Linked DNA regions of Oryzias latipes: region 1 is linked to region 2. Evidence: chromatin contacts called from public Hi-C data. All regions are on one chromosome and are shown on one strand. Each heading gives the region's core, a stretch centred on a gene start, on an enhancer-like site or on the middle of the called end of the contact. The rest is flanking DNA. Distances are from core to core; before and after follow the strand shown.

Evidence for each region. Hi-C and Micro-C count contacts between places; a contact is called where the count stands out from the background.
Region 1: a Hi-C map of embryo shows a contact between it and region 2, with 1.9 times the contacts expected there. The contact joins the promoter of LOC101163729 here to the enhancer-like site in region 2. A contact is called at or near these places in 4 of 5 Hi-C or Micro-C datasets (embryo and fibroblasts).

What each region holds. Positions count from the first base shown.
Region 1 is chr4:18,962,582-18,968,210 of ASM223467v1, forward strand. LOC101163729 (retinal Mueller cells isomerohydrolase) reads right to left here and starts at 1,362. Exons shown (of 14, transcript XM_004068058.4): 1 at 1,204-1,362. The coding sequence starts at 1,358. depdc1 (DEP domain-containing protein 1A) reads right to left here. Exons shown (of 12, transcript XM_011474212.3): 9 at 5,068-5,240; 10 at 4,487-4,663; 11 at 3,779-3,985; 12 at 2,649-3,623. The coding sequence ends at 3,486.
Region 2 is chr4:18,903,961-18,910,062 of ASM223467v1, forward strand. It overlaps fnbp1l (formin-binding protein 1-like), which reads right to left. Exons shown (of 17, transcript XM_020702532.2): 16 at 4,819-4,939; 17 at 1,229-3,327. The coding sequence ends at 3,320. It overlaps bcar3 (breast cancer anti-estrogen resistance protein 3), which reads left to right. Exons shown (of 17, transcript XM_011474199.3): 17 at 1-288. Among protein-coding and RNA genes, the nearest start is that of LOC111947372, 25 kb to the left of the region's middle. Within about 2 kb of position 2,336, at least 3 of the 8 cell types and tissues checked have an H3K27ac peak or open chromatin away from gene starts, as enhancers often do. A contact at or near this core is called in embryo, where this site is marked.

The DNA of each region.
Region 1 (5,629 bases), core at 112-2,611, 58 kb after region 2:
ATTGACACAAAAATAAGGTCTCATGTCATGACTGTGCTGAAACAGCAGACAATTGAACAAGGTATTAACTGCAGGATGAACTCACTAATGAAAGCAAATGTGCCATTTACTAGTTTAAGAGTCATAGCCATAAAAATAAACCAGGTAGCAAACCAACATGAGCTAATTACAGAAACTCAGTCCTGCAGACTCAGCTACAGCTGGCAGGAAATACAGATAAATTCACACCTAGATTTGCTTTTTTGCTTGAGGATATAAAACTGCCAGGAAACATCAGGCATTTGGAACAACTTTTGGTTTGGAACCAGTATTATCCAGAAACTGACCAGCGAGGAAAAAAACATGTACGAAAAAAACTGCTTACAGACACCATTACTTTTTTTTAACATTTTTCTACTAATATTTGGATTCAGTTGGTTGTTTTTATTCTTCACCTTACATTTTTAAGGTTCTTAAATTAAGTACTTCATTGGTTTTACTTTGTCTGTTGTTTGCCAAAGGCTCTGTTGCTGATCTCCATCTGGTTTTGCTCACATTGCATACCAGACTTTAGTGTGGTGTGTGCCACACCATCACACTCCCACCACTGTGGTTCATAGTCAGGATAATCTATTTCTGCATTGATTAGTCCTTATTGGCATTGAAAAAAGTTTATTATGGTCAAAATATTTGCCATAAAGATTCTTAAGTATATTAAAATTATGTTTCTAGGTTATTTTACGAAATTGACAGACTTGACATAACTTAAAACATCAACTTCCGACATTCATTATATAATCTGAGACACAGAGTAAAATTTGAGGGATTTAAACTTTTAATGATGGATTGTTGGATTAACAATCATAAATCCTTTCTTTTTTAATCCATGTTTTGTCGTGCAGCCCTTCATGTTTTACTGCTCTCTCCATTTTACTGGTTTCCCTCTCCTGCTTTTAATCATCTCTTTTCTTCCCCCCATGCTGCAGATTTTTGCAAAAGGCTGGTGCAGCTTGTTTGGGTTTGCCAGTTCTCTATTTCCAGCCTGCGTCATCTGATATTTTTTCATTTGATTCACTGGATGATTTCAGCATAACAGCCATGTCTGCCAGCAACTTTTTCTGGTTTTATTCCAGAAAAATAAACATTTGCAACCCCGAAGAAGTCCCAAATTCTATTTTCTGCTGAAAGAAACATCTTAAACAGTAAATTGAACGTGTTACTCACCGACTGACCATGTTGCTCTTCAACGTTGTTGCTTTGGTTGTCCACACAATCACACTAGTTGCTTGTAGAGATTTAGACTTGGATTTAAACCACAGTTTTTTTTTTTCACAGAAAGGAATGAAAATGCAAGCACCCTGCCCCTTTTTTTTTGTCATGATCCCTCCCCTTTTCCACCCTTCCTTACTTTCATGTCCTCTGCTCTCACTCCCCCTCCCTGAACCTCCTACCCGACCTCCTCAAGCCTTACCCAGAGTTGAACAAACCTGCTTTGTCTGGTCTCTTTTCAGGCCTTAAAATCCAAACAGAATCTTCTGAGGTCGCCTACACAAGGCCTTTGTCATCCAGTGAACACAAACTCTCCCACCAGAAAATGATTTAGGCCAAACATATAAAGTGAGCACTTATAAAAGCAGTGCCTAAGTGTTGTTGGAAGGTGGACGTGCATGCAAAAACAGTTTCTACCTAATTAGTTCCAGACAGCCTCTGCCATTACTCAGAGACTGGCTAGAGGCTTCGGGGTTGTGGGGTGGGGGTTGTCAGTTCTGTTATCTGAAGTTTTGATAAATGACAGAGAACAAAAGTCACTCTTCAAAGGATTGAAATGGCTGTCATCCAGTGTCTTCCTGCTGAGACAGGCACCTCAGAAAGTAGATTAAGTTCAGTAATAACAGTTTCACCCCAAAAGTGAAATTTGCTTTCCAAAATGAGCAACTTATTGACCAGACCATTACAGACAGATAATGACACAAGATCGCTACAACTACCAATTTGTTTTGTTTGAGCTACTTCCTCAGGTTAGGGCTACGGGAGTGTATTTCAGGATTCTTCACAGCCTTCATTTATGTTTAACGTATGGTGTGACTCAATTGCTTGGGATGACATTTAACAGCAGCTGTAAAGTCATTTTATGTTTTTCTGCAAAATGTTGAAAAAACGTTTTGGCAACTGTTGAAAAGTCATGGTAGTCAAATATGGAGGAGGTAGTATAATGGTCTGGAGGCTGTTTTGCTGCTTAATTAAACCATGAAATCTGCTTTCAACCAAAAATATCTAAAAAAGAATATCTCCCACATTTTTAGAAAATCAAAGACAACACTTTTATGAAGAGCAAAATAAAGACTGGAGTGGCTTCATCAAGGTGTTGATTTTAACTTAATAGATGCTCTGGCATCTTAATACAGCTGAATTATAACAATCCTGCAGGTCAGTGTGCCTAAATCCACAACTATGTTGTAAGACTCATTGCCAGTAATCGCAAAAACAAAAAATGTAATTTCGCCCTGCATTGAAACAGTGACTGTAACACTGGAAGAATTTTACCAGGAAGCTGCAGTCAGGCCTGTACGTTTGAAGACAATTAATTAATATAACCGCTTCATTTAAATGGAAAATTTACTTAAGCAACATAAATTCTCCAAGAATTTGTCATAACACTCATAATCAATAATGATTTCAGTCACAAATATGTTTATTTCCAAGGATTTTGCATAGTAAACCATAAATTGTTGAAGCTGCACAATATACACTCCTATGTATTCTGAATAAAGAAATCAACTTCAAGCAATTTGATGAGGTAAAAACTAACATCTAGTTAGAAAGAATACTTCACATTGCAAAAAATAAACACACAAAAAAGGATTGTTAAAAAGAGTGAAATATTTCCTCACCTTGCCATCAGTTTTTTTATACTGAAACAGTTCTGTATATCAAACAATTTTGGTGCCTGTTTTACAGGACTAGTTTCAGGTTTCTGGTTAATTATAGACTCTAAACATGATGTAAATTGCACAAACTAGAGAAGATCTACTCACCTCTTTTAGTCACAATATTAACATGGAAACACCTGGGGTGCAAATTTAAAATACTCCCTACTTAAAAAAAAAAAAAAAACTTAAAACCCAATAAAGAGATAAAGAAAAAAATCCACCTGGAAATGCAGAACAAAAATCTTTGGAAAACTAGCAACACTCCCAATGTTCTATTCTTATAAATATGTCTATAAATAAAGACCAATTTACCGGTAATCCCAAACTGACCAGTGACTTCAGAACTGCACCTCGTTTCAACATGTAATCACTGTTAAAGAATGTCCTTTTTAAGAGGATTTGTCTTAAAATGATAGAACTATCAATACATTAAAACACATCCAACAAATACGCGTTTTAAATCTGTCCCGCTGAATCCCTCTCACTAAAACACAACTGAAACAACATGGAGGATGTAACAATGTTAGTAAAAACGAGCTCCTGTGTGGAGTGTCTGAATGCAGTTTCTTGAATTCTTTAGCTCCTGATGCTGAAAGCTTTGCTTTTCTTGATGGAGAGGAGGGGAGGCTTGATCTTTGGTCTACTGTCCGTCTTGTTTTCTCGTGCCGAGGATGCAAAACGTCGCTTGTAAATGTCTGGATACTGCTTTTGGAACTGAAGCAAACAACACTTGGTCAGTCTTTCAGGAGCAAAGATATGTGTGAATGACAAACTGTAAATTCAGAAAGCTGCAGCCACCAACAAGCATTTCAAACCAAACAAGCTAAAACAAAGTGTGAAGTTCAATTCTATAAAGGGGTTATAATAACCTGCTTCAGCTTCTTGCGTCTGTCCTTCTCACTTATGTTCTGATCAGTAAGCAGGATCTCCAGCAGCTCCTCCATGGCTTTCTGAGAGGAAGTTAGCTTTTGCTCTTCAAACTCAGCGCCGCTTATTTGGTGACAAAATGTGTACATGGGCACTGGAATACAAACGTCCTCCCCGCTCTCAGGTTTGGGAACAGAATCCACAGGGACCTAAACCCAGGATGAGATGTTGATCCCATAAATATGCAGGTATTGCTGTGTGGTAGGTCTGTACAATATATCACAAATGTATCGTTATCGCAAGATCAAGCTGTGCTATATGCATATGGCATAGGACGGCAAAAATTGCAATAAATGGTTTCCTTAAATGTGCAACAACAATCTTATGGCAGCGTGAAGTATTTAACGAATTAAATAAATCCATTTGGCCAATCAGATGCAGCCCTTCACGTTGTTGACCAATCAGATGGAGCCCTTTTATGTTAGATGTTCGCTTCCTATGTTGACGATAGTCTTTTGGAGTATATTATTAAACTGTTTCAGTGAAATGGAAATTATATTTTTGGTTGTTTTGCCATTTGTTCATATACCACAGGTTATATCATCATCCCAATATTGATCACTAATATCCTGTATGGCAAGTTTTCCTCATATTGTGCAGCCCCACTGTGCGGTAGCCTCGTCTTTTAGATGAACAATCGACAGGAGTACCTGCACGGTGCGCAGATGCTGTATGTGGTCACTGATGGCATTGAGCAGGTATTCTGGAACTGAGAAGATACTCTGCTGGTGGTCCATTAGAAATGACACCAGTCTGGTAGCCAGCAGCTCATCCAAGTCACACTCTTCAGCGCTGCTCAGAATACAGCCTGAAAATGTGTGAACCATCTGAGAAACACAAAAAAAATTAATGTATGCAATGTCGTTTAAACAAAAGTCAGCTTCACAGCTTCAAATATTGGTGCATTTCGCATTTGTAAATGCTTAAAAGACAAATGAATCTTTGCGTCGCTCCGGCAGCAGGCTAATCCATCTATCAGGTGGTATTCAGTGGCAGGTGGGTGGGATATTAGCAGACTTTTCTAAACTATTCCACACAGCTGATGGTGATCCTCTGCTGATGTTGGTTGTGAAGCCTTTGGATGCAATTATGGCTCAAAGTCTAGCTAAGTGAGTAAAAGGATTCTCTTGTGCACGTTCACCGGCTGGTGAAATGTTTATTTACAAACAATTCATGACCTCGAGACATTTTTTGATTGCAGTTTGGGTTTTTAAAAATGTGCATTCCTCACCAACGTCCGAGTGCTAATTGCAGGATGGAGACGAGGCATGTCCACATTCTGGCTGATGCGAGACACCATCCTCATGAGAAGCTGCAGCTTCCTGCGAGATGCAGGAGGCAGCAGGAGAGTGCAAAGCTGCAGAGCCTCAATGGCAACACGCTCACACTGAGGCTGGAGGACACCTATTTGAAGACAGTCACGATGTCGTAAAAAGACAAAAAACGCAACCACAAGGGATGAAAAAACACTTCCTTACTAAATTTAATGCGTGATGTATTGAACTACAAATTGTTTTTAAGTTGCCAATCTGAATTCACTGAATGTTTACATCAACCTGACGGCTTCCAAGTTGTCTGGAATGATACTGTTGTTTTATCAGCAGAACCAGTCAATCTGTGATTCATTTTTCTAGATTATACAAATGATGATGAAAAGACGAGAAGATTAGAGGAAAACTACAGCTACAGCTCTCTGTAGGGTGAGTGATGTTTCCAGTCAAGCTATAAAATGGAGCATTTTGATTCATGGTGACTGAATCAAAGTGTAAAAAAACAAACAAACAAAAAAAAAC
Region 2 (6,102 bases), core at 1,086-3,585:
TGAGTTTTATGAAATTAGTTACTGATACCGAAAAAATAACATTTCTTTTTAACTATGACATACATTTTGTTCTAATCATCCCATAATGAGAATCTAAATTAAACCAAACCATCTTTGCAAGTGTGCAGACCAAACAAATCACTTTAATCTGTAAATATATATATATATATATTTTTAAGCATGTTCATAGACTGTATGTACATTTCTTGTAGAAAATAAATTTGTTGATGAATATTATTGTCTATATTGTTAAACTTATGTGATCAGATGCAATAAATGAAGTTCTCCTAACTGTAGTGAACTGTTCTGTTACTAGCATCTCCTAAAAGAAACCAACCCACAAGTTTTATTGCTTCTTATTTTATTAGAAGATTATTTTGCGAAGGAAAAAAAAAAGTCCACATAGTGTCCAACATTTAAAGTAAAAAATGTGCAAGACAACATGGAGAGAAAAGAACTGCCATCTGATCTAGATTTGAAATCCTGCTACCAGTTTGTCGCTCTCGTTTGAGAAACTAAAAAAGAAACAAAAAATGATGGAGATTTGAATGGAACACACGTGAAGAAGAGTTGGCAGAGGAAATGCCTCGGCCGCAGTGGCTTTCAGTACACTGATGTCAGAAAGCAGCTTTCCCGCCAAACTTCATTTCTTACTTTGCATCTTTGTACATAACTGAACCGCTCAGGACATACACAGGCCAGTATGCTACATATCACTGGTTTATATAAAAGGTTTGAAGGATTTCTTGATCATTTTTTACAAGTGTTGCACCACAGATGACGAAACACATTCCAGCGAGGACAGTACACTGACCTTTCCAAGGAGACCAATTTAAAGGTCGTCAACTCTTTAATTTAACCTCCTGGAAATGACAAAAGCGTATTACTTTAATATATAGACTGAATCCTTTGAGCGCAGTCGCATGCTGTTCACATCAGTTCAGTTTGGATATTTTTGGAGGACATTTTTATGAAAACAGAGCAGCTGGAAATAAACTGTTTACAGGAAATATTACAATAACTATTCAACGTTTTGATTCTTTTCAAATTGCATAAAAAAGACTGCAATACGACTTAAACTATATGTCTAAAATATGACACTAGATGTCTAATTTTAATAAAATGGTTAGTGATGGATCTTATAAGCTATTACAAAACGTATAGACTTTTGTTTTTGCACCAATTTGGATCCCAGAGACTATTCGAAAAAATAATATACAGGCACTAATGGCCATTTATTATTTGCTTTTTCTTTATTTTAACAAAAGGCAATAGGGAAGCAGATTGATTTCAAAGCAAAAAGACCTGAAAGGTGGATTATTTTAATGTTCAACCATTCCTCCAGTATTGATTGCTAAACGGTCACAGATGGAAACAGTGACACGATGAGGAATTACAGATTCAAGTAAAATCTACAGCATTGTTCTGATCATTTCACAGCTTTTTTTTTTTCCAAAAAAATTAAAGCTCAGACACCTTCTGGCTTTCATGAAAGGACTCCTATGCTTTTCATTTAACCTAGAGCAATCTTACTGTGCACTTTATCAAACATTTTGCAGTCAAAAAACAATTAAGAGAAACATTACAGATTAGAGAGTCTATAAAAAGAAGGGAAAGTTACAAAACAGGTATAAAATCAATTTCTTTTGCTTAGTGGTCATAATAAAATGGAGCACTTCTCTACAATCAGTGCAGACTCATCCGTTCACTCTTTAATCATGTTCAAATGCTGTAGTAAATCGGGACAAAGTGCATCGGTTCAGTTCAAACAAACCTAAAGACAATCACCATAGAAACACATTCAGCAAGACATGACAGATGTTCATATTTACATTTCATTTGTGTCTGTCGTCACATTCACAAACAGAATTAAAAAAGGTTTGTGGAACCGCGTCTGAGGGGGTTGGTGACAGCCCTGATGGATGATGGGAGATGTAGTCAAAAGATGGGAGCAAACATTGTTTTTTCTTCAAAAAGTCTCCATGGTTACAGTGTGAAGGGTTTAAGGCAGAGTCCAGAGCTCACCACTGAGCAGGGCTTTGGAGAAGGCCGCCCTCTGCTGTTCAACGGGTGGTATTGTATCCCAAGAGAAAAACAAAGGAAATGGAGCGGAAGAGGACAAAAGGGGTCCTCTATTCACCTGAAAGTCCTGCTGTCTGCTTCATCCATTCTGACACTTGTTACTTAAAATAAATCATGCTTCAGGAAAGGAGGAAAATGACAGAATGGAGTTAAACATAAATCACGGCTTCACAAACACAACTGAATCCTAATGGGAGGATGTTACAAACATGCGGCTTGATGAAGGTTGGGGGCAGGCATGAGGAGCAGAGTGGCTCAGGCAGGCAGACATCACCAACAGAGCACAGATGAGGATAGGAGTGAGCTGAAGCGAGCAGCGCTGACAATGTTAGTGGTTTAAAAAGAACTACGCACAACTCCCTGACTGTAAATCTGCGTTTCTGCTGAAGCAGCTTTTAACAGAGTTGTGCAGCAAACACAGGCGAGGGTGACAACTTAAAGCTTGTTGCCTGTTCTATGTGTTTCAGTGAAGACAAAGGCATTAAGGCTGCAGCAGAGAGGCTTTACTGGCAGTCTCATGGGTTTTATTTGAAGTACAAAGATGTGGAATCAAAAGCTCAGGAGGAACAAATCCCCTTAGTAAAGATTAACTGAATATTTATTTATGCTCTCACCTCTGCACAAATTATGAGCCTCCGGGTCTGATTTAGCCTAAAGCTAACAGGTTTCAATAATGATATGACAGTTTAAAAGGCAAAGATTAGTAACAGTTAATAAAATCCAGCAGGCAACGGTCGGAATAAAACTGCTGGCTGCACTAATTCTTCTCTCAGGGGCAATTTAACTATTAATGGATGATTACAAGCAGCATCGGTCAAAACTAAAGACCTTTTCCCTCGTGATGTTGATCAGGTCAAACTACTCTGATTGCACAGATTAAGTTTATGAACTGTAGATGGTTAGATCTTATTTTTCTACAGAGCAGGGTTGATCAACATGCAGAATCATGTTACTATAAGAATCTGGAGCAGATGTCACCTCCCAGTGAGAATGCTGCAAACACTCCTTTTAGTGCAAATATTTATGGATGTACAAGACGTTGTTACCTGTTTGCGACTTTGGGATCATGTATTCTACCAACTTCTACCCTGATAGTGGATATGTGAGCATGCAGACATGCAGATGCCGCCCCCCCTTCTCCTCTTTCTTTAATGCACAATCAGCCCCACCACCAATAATCAGCAATCAGCATGAGCCCTCCACCAGCCAATCAAATCGCCTGGCCACTCTGCAGCCCTCAGGAACCTGCAGTCACATGGAAAAGAGAGACGGTTACCCAAATCATCACTTAGATCCAACCTGAAGCTCAGAGAAGAAACTCTTTATGAATTAAATGTTTCATATTTGGTAATAAAATCTGGATTTTTTTGTCTAGTTCTATTAAAACATGAACTTTGCAGGATATAAAGACAAGGTGGGATGTTAAATGCGGAAGTATGTCAATAAGGATTTTATTGGACACCGTCAGAATGACAACACAACACTGGCAGTAATTACATTACTCAATTGCTCCCCGCAGCTGTCATTGGGGCCCATTTTTGTAGCTGTTAGAGAAGCCAACAGTCTGATAACGTTAATGTCCAAAATTATGAAGAAAAACCCGCACTTTCTCTGGAATTATGGGGACACGTGAGTGTGCAGGAAAACAGCTGGAAGAAGTTTCTATAAACATCTTTTTAAAGTAAAAAAAAAAAAAAGAAACCTCTTAAAATAATTGAAATAACACAATTAGTTCCCTAAAAGTCTTCCAACTGGGAGGATAAACGTAAATTTAAGTAAAAAATTACAACAATAAAATGTGAAGACAGCGCTCTGAACCTTTTTCTGTTTGACATCGAGCTTCAGTTACAGATTAGAGTATTATGGGAAACCTAGTCACCAATTTTAAAACATTCAATCTGACTAAACTTCTGTAGCTTTGGATATGATGAAAACGTGCGTTAAATCTAGTCTATGAATAAAAATATATCTGGAAAAAAGATTTCTTTCAATATTTAAATGATCAAATGTTTTTTCCGGTTTATTTTTTCTGTTGGAAATACAGTCCGTCCATTCGTTAAGGGGACCTTAATTTGTTGCTTAGCATGTAATACTTGTGAATGACAAATAATATTAAATGCACTAAAAAAGTGACATAAAATTGATGTGACAGTGGATTCTGTAAAAAGCTATAGTGCTTTCTTCTGTATCTTTTTCAAAGATTTTAGAAAAGGTTTTACTGCAGTTAAAATCCAGACAGAGTCTGGAGGGATGGCACTGGAAACACAAACATGTGAAACATGAAAAGACAGATCAACTAAAAACACATTTCACAAAGTACAAATGTTGACAGTTCAACGTAAAATCAGGGAGTTTGAACATCTCCAGATACAAAAAAAGAAGCTTTAAAATAATCAGCAGGCAGTGACGTTTCTAATATATTACACTGATGGATCTTGAACACTTTGATCGTTCTGAAGTGCTGCAGCTTTAACCGGAGGCTGGAACAGGGTTCTGTCGTTTGTCTGTCTGAGAGACTCACCTCTGAGGCATCACTTCACAAGTATGAGAGGACTGCAGCGTTGGAGGAACAAACGGGCAAAGAGGAAGAGAGATGGGATGCAAACAAGAAGACAGAGCAGGCGACAGACTTCCATGCAGATGCTGTCCTCATCCTTTTTGAGTTGATGAGTGAGGACGATATGGAGGAAATGACAGACAGGAGAATGACGACGCTTCAGATGTAGGTGACGGCACCTTTGCTGTTTTTCTCCATGGTGATCTCCACATAGGAGGTGGGGACGTAGCCTTCCTCTCCGCTCTGCTTCCTCGCTCGGGTCCAGCCGTCGCCTTTGTCCTCCTCTATGATGTACAACACCTGGAAACGGTTAGAACTTGATATATTAGACAAATCTCTCCAAAATAAAGCAGCACTGAGGATAATGCAGGTTAATGACCTAAAATTCAATTCAATTTCTTTATTTCAAACAAATGAAAATAAACACAAGAGTTTAAATTAGACAGATGAAACAAGATAGTGTGCTTAAAAAGGAGTGGGTTGAAGAGAAATCTTGTGAGATCCCACCCCTTTTTTTTACAGCACCTGATGATCTGCGTATTTCTATTTACAGTTTTGTACAGGTTATACATTCACATACATTCTGCATAGCACCTATACAGAAGGGACATTTTTGTATTTATTGATCATTTCTTGCCTTGTAAAGTTCCATCAGTGACATCTTGTAGGTTTTTTTGAATGCATGTAAACTTTGCTTTGTTTTAAACCTTCATCCAGCCCGTTCCATAAATCCACACCACAAATTCATAAGCACATTTTCTCTTGTGTAGTACGAATGCACTGTTTTTTGAAGTTCAGCTGATTTCTTAAATTGTAACTCCCACCTCTGACCTTGAACTTTTGTTGTATGTTTACTGGAAATAAGCCATTTCTGGCTTTAAACACAATGAGTGCTGTTTTAAGTTTCAATAGTTTCCAGAATTTCAATAAACCCAACTTTAAAAAACAGTACATTTGTATTTGTCCCATAATCCACACCATGAACTATTCAAACAGCTTTTTTAGATATACAAACACAGTAGATTTGTTTTACAAGTATTAAGTAGTAAAATAACTTAAATCTATGCCGAAAAGCCCCAAACACATGTTTTTTTAATTAAAAAAGTTCCTTGGTGTGACTTATTATCTGGATGAATCAGAATAAAATGAAGTGAGTTTTTTTTAACGGGTAAGTATTATTTAGCATCTGAATAAAGTCTCTTAAATGTATTTTTATGAATCTATCACTTATTTATAATTGGTTATGTCATGGGCTCAAACTGTTTTACTAATAGAATGAGAATAGAGGGAGAACTGTTGGGGAACAGGTATCAAAATGTCAAAGTCATAACATCTTTCGTGTCTGGTGGCACATGAATAATAAAAGACGACATTTTGAATCAAAGGGAGTAAAGGCAGGCAGCTCATACTATTTGCAGGTACAGGAATCAATGATGGGATGCTTCAGTTTCATTAGAAAACAA